3 separate regions of the Hordeum vulgare genome follow, and regions 1 and 2 are each linked to region 3. Evidence: chromatin contacts called from public Hi-C data. All regions are on one chromosome and are shown on one strand. Each heading gives the region's core, a stretch centred on a gene start, on an enhancer-like site or on the middle of the called end of the contact. The rest is flanking DNA. Distances are from core to core; before and after follow the strand shown. Region 1 holds the start of LOC123430308 (septin and tuftelin-interacting protein 1 homolog 1-like). Region 2 holds the start of LOC123426787 (protein TIC 40, chloroplastic). Region 3 holds the start of LOC123426786 (splicing factor YJU2-like).

The links. Hi-C and Micro-C count contacts between places; a contact is called where the count stands out from the background.
Region 1: a contact with region 3 is called in a Hi-C map of seedling, with 1.9 times the contacts expected there. The contact joins the promoter of LOC123430308 here to the promoter of LOC123426786 in region 3. A contact is called at or near these places in 2 of 6 Hi-C or Micro-C datasets (leaf and seedling) and 1 of 1 datasets of contacts at active chromatin or transcription factors (embryo).
Region 2: a contact with region 3 is called in a Hi-C map of leaf, with 7 times the contacts expected there. The contact joins the promoter of LOC123426787 here to the promoter of LOC123426786 in region 3. A contact is called at or near these places in 1 of 6 Hi-C or Micro-C datasets (leaf) and 1 of 1 datasets of contacts at active chromatin or transcription factors (embryo).

What each region holds. Positions count from the first base shown.
Region 1 is chr2H:487,361,584-487,364,751 of MorexV3_pseudomolecules_assembly, reverse strand. LOC123430308 (septin and tuftelin-interacting protein 1 homolog 1-like) reads right to left here and starts at 1,584. Exons shown (of 1, transcript XM_045114178.1): 1 at 444-1,584. The coding sequence starts at 1,584. The coding sequence ends at 481.
Region 2 is chr2H:487,378,647-487,381,911 of MorexV3_pseudomolecules_assembly, reverse strand. It overlaps LOC123426787 (protein TIC 40, chloroplastic), which reads left to right and starts at 1,329. Exons shown (of 14, transcript XM_045110670.1): 1 at 1,329-1,730; 2 at 2,598-2,706; 3 at 2,787-2,844; 4 at 2,936-2,953. The coding sequence starts at 1,553.
Region 3 is chr2H:486,668,860-486,672,068 of MorexV3_pseudomolecules_assembly, reverse strand. LOC123426786 (splicing factor YJU2-like) reads right to left here and starts at 1,317. Exons shown (of 8, transcript XM_045110668.1): 1 at 988-1,317. The coding sequence starts at 1,185.

The DNA of each region.
Region 1 (3,168 bases), core at 335-2,834, 690 kb before region 3:
CACCATTATTATATCAGCTGATGCTCACTCCAGTGTGAACTTTCGACCATTTGTTTCCTTGTAATGTCTGTTAGTAAACGAGTGGATACTCAGAAACGAAGATTGTTCAAGTGTTTTCAACATTATGGAAGCAGTTGTCTGGATGATACCTTTTCTCGTCACATTTTTACCTAGAATGCCGGTATATCTTATGTTCCGCAGGATGATAACATGTTTCTGTCATTATAACTCCAACACACTACAATACACCACGATATACATCTGTTTGTAATTATATCTCTTGTAAATTAAACAAACAAATTATTCCAATTAATTCCGTGGGACTCGAGTGAAAATGTACATTCCTTGCGGCTTCAAGAAAGGAACATTTCTTAATCTTGACTGTCTCTGATGTTCCATGATATTATTTTTAGAAGATAACGAGTAACTGCATCTCTACAATACAAATTGTCATGCAAGACAAATTACAGTAGATGCAGACTACAACTTGCTAAAAAGACTGTCGAGGTCTTGCATTACAGGATCGACCATATCAAGGCCAGCATCAAGATGCGCGAGCACACTTTGGTCGGCGAGCAGCTCCGGCGTGAAGAGCTTCTTCCAGCCGGTGCACCATGCGGTGGCCTCCCCCAACGAGGGCTTGGCGGCTTGCAGCCAGTGTCGCAACGCGTCTTCCCACTTGTCAAAGAAATGTTCGGCTTCAAGGATCGACACCACGTCTTGAGCGCGCATCAGAGGTGCCCACAACATCACGGTCCGGAACGAAGGGTCCGTCTGCTTGGGCGGCGTGATCCTCATCTCCCGTACTAACCGTGTTAGATATGGCAGGATGTCACGTTTGCTGAAGGTGTCCCATTGCACCGGGCTAAGGTATCCCTTCCATGGCGATACGACTTCGTAACCACGGTTGCTGATCTTGCTCTCCACGATGCCGTAGAGGCTCTCTGGCAAGTGTCCGATGAGGGGAATCCACGGGCGTAGCCAGTCGCCACAGTCCGGATCCCATGACGACGGCTTCCACTCTCGCACGCCGGCGACCATCCTCGGCATGATCACCTGCTCGATTATGTAGCGCGCGGCGGAAGGAGGCAGCCCGGCTTTGAACGTCCCTGGCACACACTTCCCATGGAGCCCCTTCTTGGACTTAGCCACGGCCTTGAGCGCATCCGCCGTCTCCACGCGGTCGTCCCCTTGAAGCCTCATGTCATGCAGGAGCGCGAGGATCGTCTCGCAGCACTCGGTTTCGAGCCGCATGGCCCGTGCAATATCCTCCCACTCGCGGCACTCCTCATCCACGGGTGGCTCCGGCGGCACGTGGAGACCATTGTCGTATGGTTTCTCACGGTAGCCGAGGCCGGCCCTTGGACGCCGCCGCACCCGCACGACGGCCTGTATAGGCAGGACGATTCCTTGCCCCTGCGCGCCGAGGCCTGAGCCTTCCCGGTAATTCCATCGCCGCATCATGTTGGCCACCGCCCGGCTGGGAAATGCCAAGCTGCCCGACATGTCGGATGGGTTGGGCGGCTTGTTCTCGGCGGAGTCGGTCCCGTCGAGCAGCGCAGAGACGTCGATGCTTATGGCCATGCGGACTGTAGAGCAAGGGAGCAGCCGAAAAGCCTGGTGCAGCCGAAAAACCTGTTGCGAGATGCATATGCGCGTCAATCAATATATGGACAGACCACGAACCGTCTTGGGAGGCTGGGGCTCCTGGTTCGAGCCGAGCTCGTTCCTTTTTGAGGCATTTTTCTTTTGTTTCGTGAAAAAACGGTTCGAGCCGAACTCGGCTGTTCTTATGAAACCGATCTCTATTCGGACCTGGATTTTGTCTAACACTATGCACGCGCAACTTGTATCCTCGCCGCCCATCCAGCATGCAGTCCCATCAGCGTGGCCCACCAAATTGCCAGCCATGCATGGTATTCCATCCTCACATGGGGGTCTAGCGCATGTATATCAGGCCGTATAAAAAAAATCAAAAAATGCTAAACATACGGACACTTACATGAGTTTTACGAAGGCCTCTCCTCTAATACTCTCCATCCCCTGATTTTCAGATGGGTGGCCCCTCTTTCACCTTAATCCAATGCTAATTTGACACCTCAAACCCAGTCGTAAAACCCCGTATGGGTCCGTCGATGTAGCATTACTGATAAAAAATAGATGCAGGGTCGGGACCTATAGATTCGTCTATCACTAGGTCATGCACTGTCCTGCAGATTCCTGACCACTATGTACATGAAACTTTTTAAGATTTAAAATTCAAACACGGGTTATCTTGGTTGCATGCGATTCAAAAGTTCTTTTTATAAGTGATAAATAAAAATGTATCAAATTTCATTTTAGTTTATTCTAGAAGGAAAAAATTGTATAAATAAAACTATACTTTGTAACGTTGTTTCTGAACTTTGCCATGAAATTGAAGTTCTTTAGGTTTCAATGATAGAGTTCAAAAACGGGATTAATAAAGTTACTGTACTTATATGAAGCTATGGCAAAGTTTTCAGGAAGTCCTCGTCACATACAACAATAAAGTTCTTTGGTAAATTATACAGAGTTCCGTTAAAACGGAAAGTCCTTCGCCAAATTTCAGCAAAGTACAATTAGGGCATCCAAAAAGTTCTTGTGCAATTCTGCCTAAATAATTGCAATCTATGCTGGGAACCAGCAACACTCTTCCATCGTGTATGGCAGTCGTCATCCAGCCTCCATTTCATCCTTGTAAGTGGAGTATGAAAGTTAAGAAAGATGAAATCAGGCCAAAACCAAAAGACCAAAACCAAAAGTGATGGATCCCGATCCTAGATCACTCACGACAGAAGAAATTTTGCACACTTGCAATAAAAATCCTTATCACCATGTAATACAAATCCATGGGCAAGCAGGAAAAAGCAATCCCAATCCTTATCACCTTGTAAAACAGCTCCTAGATTTGGCAAGCGGGGAAGGGGGGATTAACTGCCGGAGGATGCACAACACAACTCGTTCGTCGCGGGATCTGGTGCTAGGAGGCGTCAATGCAACGGAGGTTTGGGGATGGCGGACTGCCAGATCTGCACCATACTGATTGATGGCGAGCGATCCGGGGACTCTGTACCGCACGCCGTGGTGGGGAGGACCATGATCTAGTCGGAGACCTCCAGATCCGGAGGGTGGCCGCCTATGGTGGAA
Region 2 (3,265 bases), core at 80-2,579, 710 kb before region 3:
GGCGGGGGACGAGAGCCGAGGAGGGAGGCCATGGCACAGCGAGGCGAGCCTGCGCGGTGCCCAGAGACCCGACAACGGCGGCAGCGAACGGGGTCGCGATAGTCGCGTACGAGATGGTGGGAGGAGAGGCAGTGAAAACAACTAGCCCGGGAGAGAGGAGGGGCGAAGCGCGAGTTTTTTCCCTACGCAAGGCAGGTGAAAGCAACGTGTCCTTGTAAGAACTTTTCCCCACGGGAGTCAGGGAAGTAAACGCAACCGGGTCCATCACCGCGGAGCTGTCAACCTCCAGGCAGTCAATGCGCAATGGACAACTGCTAGCAACGCCTGCGTTGTTGCCGGGAGGCACGACCAATCCCGTCGGGAGATCGGGAGCATGATGGACAATGGATTCGCAGGGGTTTTTGGCGAATCAGCAACCGAAACGGTGTCCGAAGGCAGGGGAGCAAACCGAGGCTATTAACTCCGGAGGGGACAGGGCACCAAATGCCCAACAGGCTAATGAGGCGAGAGTAGCTAGAGGCCACAGTTACAGCCGGTGGGTGGCAAGGGACACCAATTCGCCTCACTCGAGCCAGAGGCATGGCCGCTGCCACGCGGGCCCTTCCACGCGACGCAAAGAGGGACAGGTTAATGGCAGGCATGAGGCCAGGGCCAACACGATGAGGAACGCGGCGATCGCCGGACTGGCGACCTCGACACAGAAGACGAGCTCACCGACGCGGACGACCTTGAGAGACTCGTCCGGGGCACAGAAGAAGTAGAAAGGGAGGCCAGTGACCCCTGCAGCCGAGAAACACGCCCCCGGGAAGGGCGCGATGACCCAGAGCACGTCGGGCTTGCCCAGGTCAGGGAAGGACCCAGGATCATGGGACATGGAGGAGAGAAAGGCGCGAGCACACGCTCTTGAAGGCCGAGCCTGGACACGAACCAACGACACAGGGACGAGCACGTGTCACACTACCATGAGAGAGCAAACAAGGGTTACCTCAGGGGAAGCCAACGTCCACATCGGCGGTTGGGGGGTGGTCGACGACAACGGGGAGAGGAGAGGCAGGGGCATCGGGAGCCCCGGCGGGGCCAAGCGGGGCGGCGGAGTCGCCGAGCGCGTCGCGAGAGCCCACACACATCTCTCCCCCCACAAACTGCTATATGTCTCGCTATCTGCGATTGATTGTATGAACCTTTCGTGACGAGTAATAAGTACATTATTAACCTATTTTTTTTAATAAATACATTATTTCACCTAAAAAAACCCAGAATGTTGCACACTTGTACTAGTAGGAATCTCGTCGTTCTTCCAGCAGAAAGTCTTGTATTGTACGAGTGGATAGATGTTGCTCTCCCTCCCCTGTTAGCTGTTACTATAGCCTGCCTGCTCGCTAACCACCCTTACAGCGAGAGGGAGAGGGAGAGGGCTTTGGTTTCGCCATCCAGTTCGGCTTCTCCGCACGCAAACCCAAAACCCTAGCGCCAGCCACAGGCGAGAGCAACAAGGCCTCGTGACCCGGAGACCGGAGTGAAGCTAGGCTAGGCTGCCTCCCCCAGGCTCGTGATGGAGAGCCTCGTCCTCGCCTCCTCGTGCTCCGCGTCTCCCCGCCTGCCCCTCCTCTCCGCCTCCAGCCGCCCGTCGCGGCCCCTCCCGGCGGCGCCGCTCTCTGCTGCCGCCGGCCGGAGGGGGTCCAGGCGGCCGAGGCTCGTCGTCTCCGCCGCGTCCCGCGGATCTAGGAACGGTGAGGGCCTTCTTCTGTCGTCTCCGTGAATTGTGCTGTGTTTGGATGCGATGCGACCCCGATGCGCTCTTTGATTGGAGGAGCATGCGGCACTTGACTAGTCCGAGCTCTAATTCTCTTGAGATTCTACCGGCGTCTGTGGGGCTCTATACGTTAGCTAGATCCACGGCTGATGATTCGACCTTGTACTTCTCCTATATGTATTTGCAGTACGGGCAGATGATAGCAGCCTGGATGATAGCTTGAGATTAGGAAGGGTTAGCTTATCCATCCGTGTCTCTGACATACTGCTTGATAATAAGTAGATAATGCGCACCTCATTCATCATAATTCTTTTTTTATAGTACGAGTAGCTGATAAGCATAGTGTGTTAGGCCCTGTTTGGAACCACTCAGATCATATAATCTGATTTTTATAATCTATTATGTCTCCAAACATGACAAATTATATTGCAGTTTATAAAAACTAGATGTCCAGATTATTAAAAACTCATAATCTACTCTACCCCAGCTAAAATCAGATTATGGATTACTAATGACCCATTACCCTTGGAAACTTGGAGATAATTACCTACTGCCACCGCCACCGTCCTCCAAACATGCCCACCTAGATTATTACCTTTGCAGCTAAAAAACAGAGGGCAGACATGTCATTGTACAATATAAAACCTAGATTACAGTTTATATAATCTGGCCTCCAAACATATCCACCTAGATTATTTTTATAAACCAGATTATATAATCTATCTTCATAATCCAGATTATTATAATCTATTGTGGTTCCAAACAGGGCCTTAGTTTGCACCCATTTTGATATTCTTGTTCTTATTTTTTACATACTATATGATGTTTGCCACATCAGTTTCAGATGGATTGTACACAAAGGGATTTGCCAGCATATCTTCTTCAACCAGCAGCGAGAATACATCGACGGGAACTGGTACCCTGCCTCCCATGCCGCCCCCCTCATCATATATGTGAGTTCTCTCTTTGTTTGCCTACATTTCGTGTTCTCAAGTTGACCTTCCCATGATGGCGAGTTCCAAAATCTTTGCAGTGGTTCACCTGTTTTCTGGATTGGCATTGGTGTAGCATTGTCCGCGGCATTTTCCATGGTGTGAAATTCTGCTTCCTGTTATGCTTTAGTTTATTTTTGTGCATATCTTCTCTTTATAAATTATTAATACTTGGTGGTTGGTGTATCAGGTCTCTTCGATGGTAAAGGTGAGCTCACAGTTATTCTTTGTTTCTGTACTCGAGAAAGAGTATGTATCCTCAATCATTTGCACAGTGTTCCTCAGAATAATCCATTGTGTACCTTTGTATAATAGTACATGAGTCAGGGAGGTAAAATTATTGAGCCTTTTTCTGCTTGAACCTGCTTAACCTTCCGACACATCTTATTATATCAGTTCACTTTGCTGTTTCAAAGATTTTTTTATGGCCTGATAAGGGTGCCGATGTGTTTCAAAGTATAGATTCATTCATTTTGCTTCGTATTTAGCCCCCTAGTGAAATCTCTAAAAAGATCTATAT
Region 3 (3,209 bases), core at 68-2,567:
CTCTCCCTCCCATATTATAAGAGGGTCTTCTACACTAGTACTCCCTCCATTCCTAAATATAAGTCTTTTTAGATATTTCACTAAGAGACTACATACGGAGCAAAATGAGTGAATCTATACTCTAATGTATGTCTATATACATCCGTATGTAGTTTTCTAGTGGGAACTCTAAAAAGACTTATATTTAGGAACGGAGGGAGTAGAAGATAGTTCAGGGTGCTTCGAGATTAAATGTGAGTTAGAGCATCTCCAGCAGATCACAAGAAAACTCCCCCTATAAGTAGTTATAGGGGCTCTACCAATAGATTTATTGGTATTCGCATGTGTGCTGCCATTGCAGATCACCAATAAACTTATCCCCAATTTACTCCCGTCGTGTGGGGCCAACATGTCGGTGAGCTAAAAAAAACTTCCTCTCTCTCTCTCTTCTTCACGAATTCTCTCATGGCACAAGGCGGGGCGAGGGATTTAATGGTGGCTCGGTGATGTGGCATTTATAGGATGAGTTGTATCTCCCCCTCTATATAGGGCGAGTCAGGGCGGGTTTTTTGGTGATCACCATGAAGTTTTGAGGGAAAGGGGATCTGCACCCAACTCACTGAGTTTTCGTGGAAAGGGGATCTGCTGGAGATGCTCTTATTAACTTTGTATGCCCCATTTTTGATATACTTCATATAAGCATGAACTTTGTGTTGCATGCCAATGAAGATTATGAAAAATCAAAGCAGACAATATGATTTGAATAGCTTCTTTGACTACCCTATACAGCTCGGATCACTATGTTATAGCTTTTCGGTTTTGCACAGACCGGAACAAACATCAATGGGCAAACACCACACCACGGCAAAACTGACACCATCGCTTGCTAATCGGAGCATGAAACGACTCAAATTGTGCAATTAGAGCCCAGTGTGGCGCTAGGGTTGAATAACAAAGCCTAGGTATCACGACAATCGGACGGGTGGGGGCGCAGCGGCGCGTGCGTACCTCGCCGATGCAGTCCTCCTTGCGCGAGTTGAATTTGGTGCCCTTGTAGATGTAGGTCCCACAAGTGCCACACCGGATGCTCATGGGAAGCATCATGCGAACCGTGATCTGCTGGTTCTTGGGCTGCTTCCGCCGCGGGATCTTCGCCGGGTCGAAGTCCGGCGGGTAGTACTTGTTCAGCACCTTCCGCTCACCCATCGCGCCGCTGCCGGAAAGCTCGCCGGAGCACTAGTTTGGACGCGGCGGAGAGAGGGGCGAGTGGGTCGTTTCGAGGGCGGCGTCTGAGGGTCGTAGGAAGTCGTGGTCGGAATTTGGGTTGCGCCGGCAAAGTTCTCACGTCCCCGTGCCCTTGACTGGGTCGCGGTGGTGGACCCACCCGTCAGGAAGACTAGTACTGTAATGAAACAAAACTATATTGAGAAACGGGATTGCTAAGGTGTGTTTGGTTGTAGGAGTAGAACCAAATATAATGGAATGTAATGGTTTCATTCCAGTAGAATAGAATAGTTTCATTTTCATGTTTGATGGACCTAATGAGATGGAATTGAACGGTTTCATCCCACTATTTGGACAAAGGAATATGATCTAACATGTGTCACTCAAATTTAGTAAACATTATTGTTACTGTAGGTTATCTGCAGGACATTTTACTACATTTAACAGCACCCAAATAGTTTAAGTTGGATCTCCAAATTATGAACCACGAACTGCCAAAAGAATACCGGATACATCAATCAGCACTATGGTTTGTCAATATTTGTATTGATCGTATGTCTTAGCATATACTTCCTCCGTTCGGAAATACTTGTCCTAGAAATGGATATAATGGATATATCTATAACTAAAATAAGTCTAGATACATTCATCTTTAGAACAAATATTTTCGGATGAAGGGAGTACAACGTATACTAACGAGTAGTGCGCAGCGGCACGCCGCGCTATAAGGATTGATAATATATTTAGTTTTCTTATAATATTTGATAAGTCATCCCAAGACTTGATTCATGGTAAAGTAGTTTGTACAAAACAAAAGATGCATCTAGTTGATACATATATAAGTGATAAAGCTCTTGTTCTCTTCTTACACCTAAGATATTGATCCTGATGCGGTGATAGTGCTGAATCAAACTACCGCCGCAACTCCTAATAGACATATTATCACCAATCAATCTATTCAAGTCGATTCACGGAAGCATGCCTGACAACACGAGGCACCAATTGGTTCACTATGTGTTTGTTTTGTTATATTTTAAAAATTCGTTGTACATACGTTTACGTAGGACCATGGGCCATAAGAACAACACAAAATTTTGCACCACATTAGAAAATACTCAATTTATAATCCTCAAAGTATAGGCATCCTATAAAAAAGACAATCTTCTAATTCACATGCCTTCAAATTTCAATAAGAAACAATTAATGTAGAGTACTATATAGTACGAGCGAAAATTTGAGAGGCTTTTGCGTGTTTAGCAAATTGATAATTGAAAGCACGCTAGTAAGGTGAGATACCATCTGACCGTCCATGAACCAAAAAACTGGAAGAGCTAGATGAAATACCATCTGATCGTCCATGAAACAACAAACTGGAAGCAAATTATTACGGAGAAAAGTCTATGTAGATGATAGCATCCAAGATCACTAAAAAATTGCTTAGCATCTATAAGCTTCCAGATCAAACACATATTTCAGTGTTACCTATATATTCATATAACTCTGCTGAAGAAAAGGTACTGAAAGCTAATGTAAATTTCTCCGGTTGATCAAAATTCCACAAACATAAGTTCCAAAATCCTGATGAAGGGAGATGATCGAAGCAACCCACATGATCCCGAGCTGCAAGTTGGGCATGAGCTCGTAGTGCTTGTCTCCCTTGACGATGGTCTCCCCCCGTTGCTTCGCCTGCTGAGGGGACACCCACTTGGTGATGCGCGGCGCCGGGGACAACGACGGCAGAAGTAACCGCTCTCCCTGTTGGGGAACGTTGCATGGGAAACAAAAAAATCCTACGCACACGAAGACCTATCATGGTGATGTTCATCTACGAGAGGGAGATCGGATCCACATACCCTTGTAGATCGCTAAGCGGGAAGCGTTAAGAAACGCGGTTGACGTAGTGGAACAGCTTCGTGATTCAAATCACCGTCGTCCCACGATCCGTCCCGATCTAGCACCGAACGGACGACACCTCCGCATTCAGTACACGTACAGCTCGATGACGA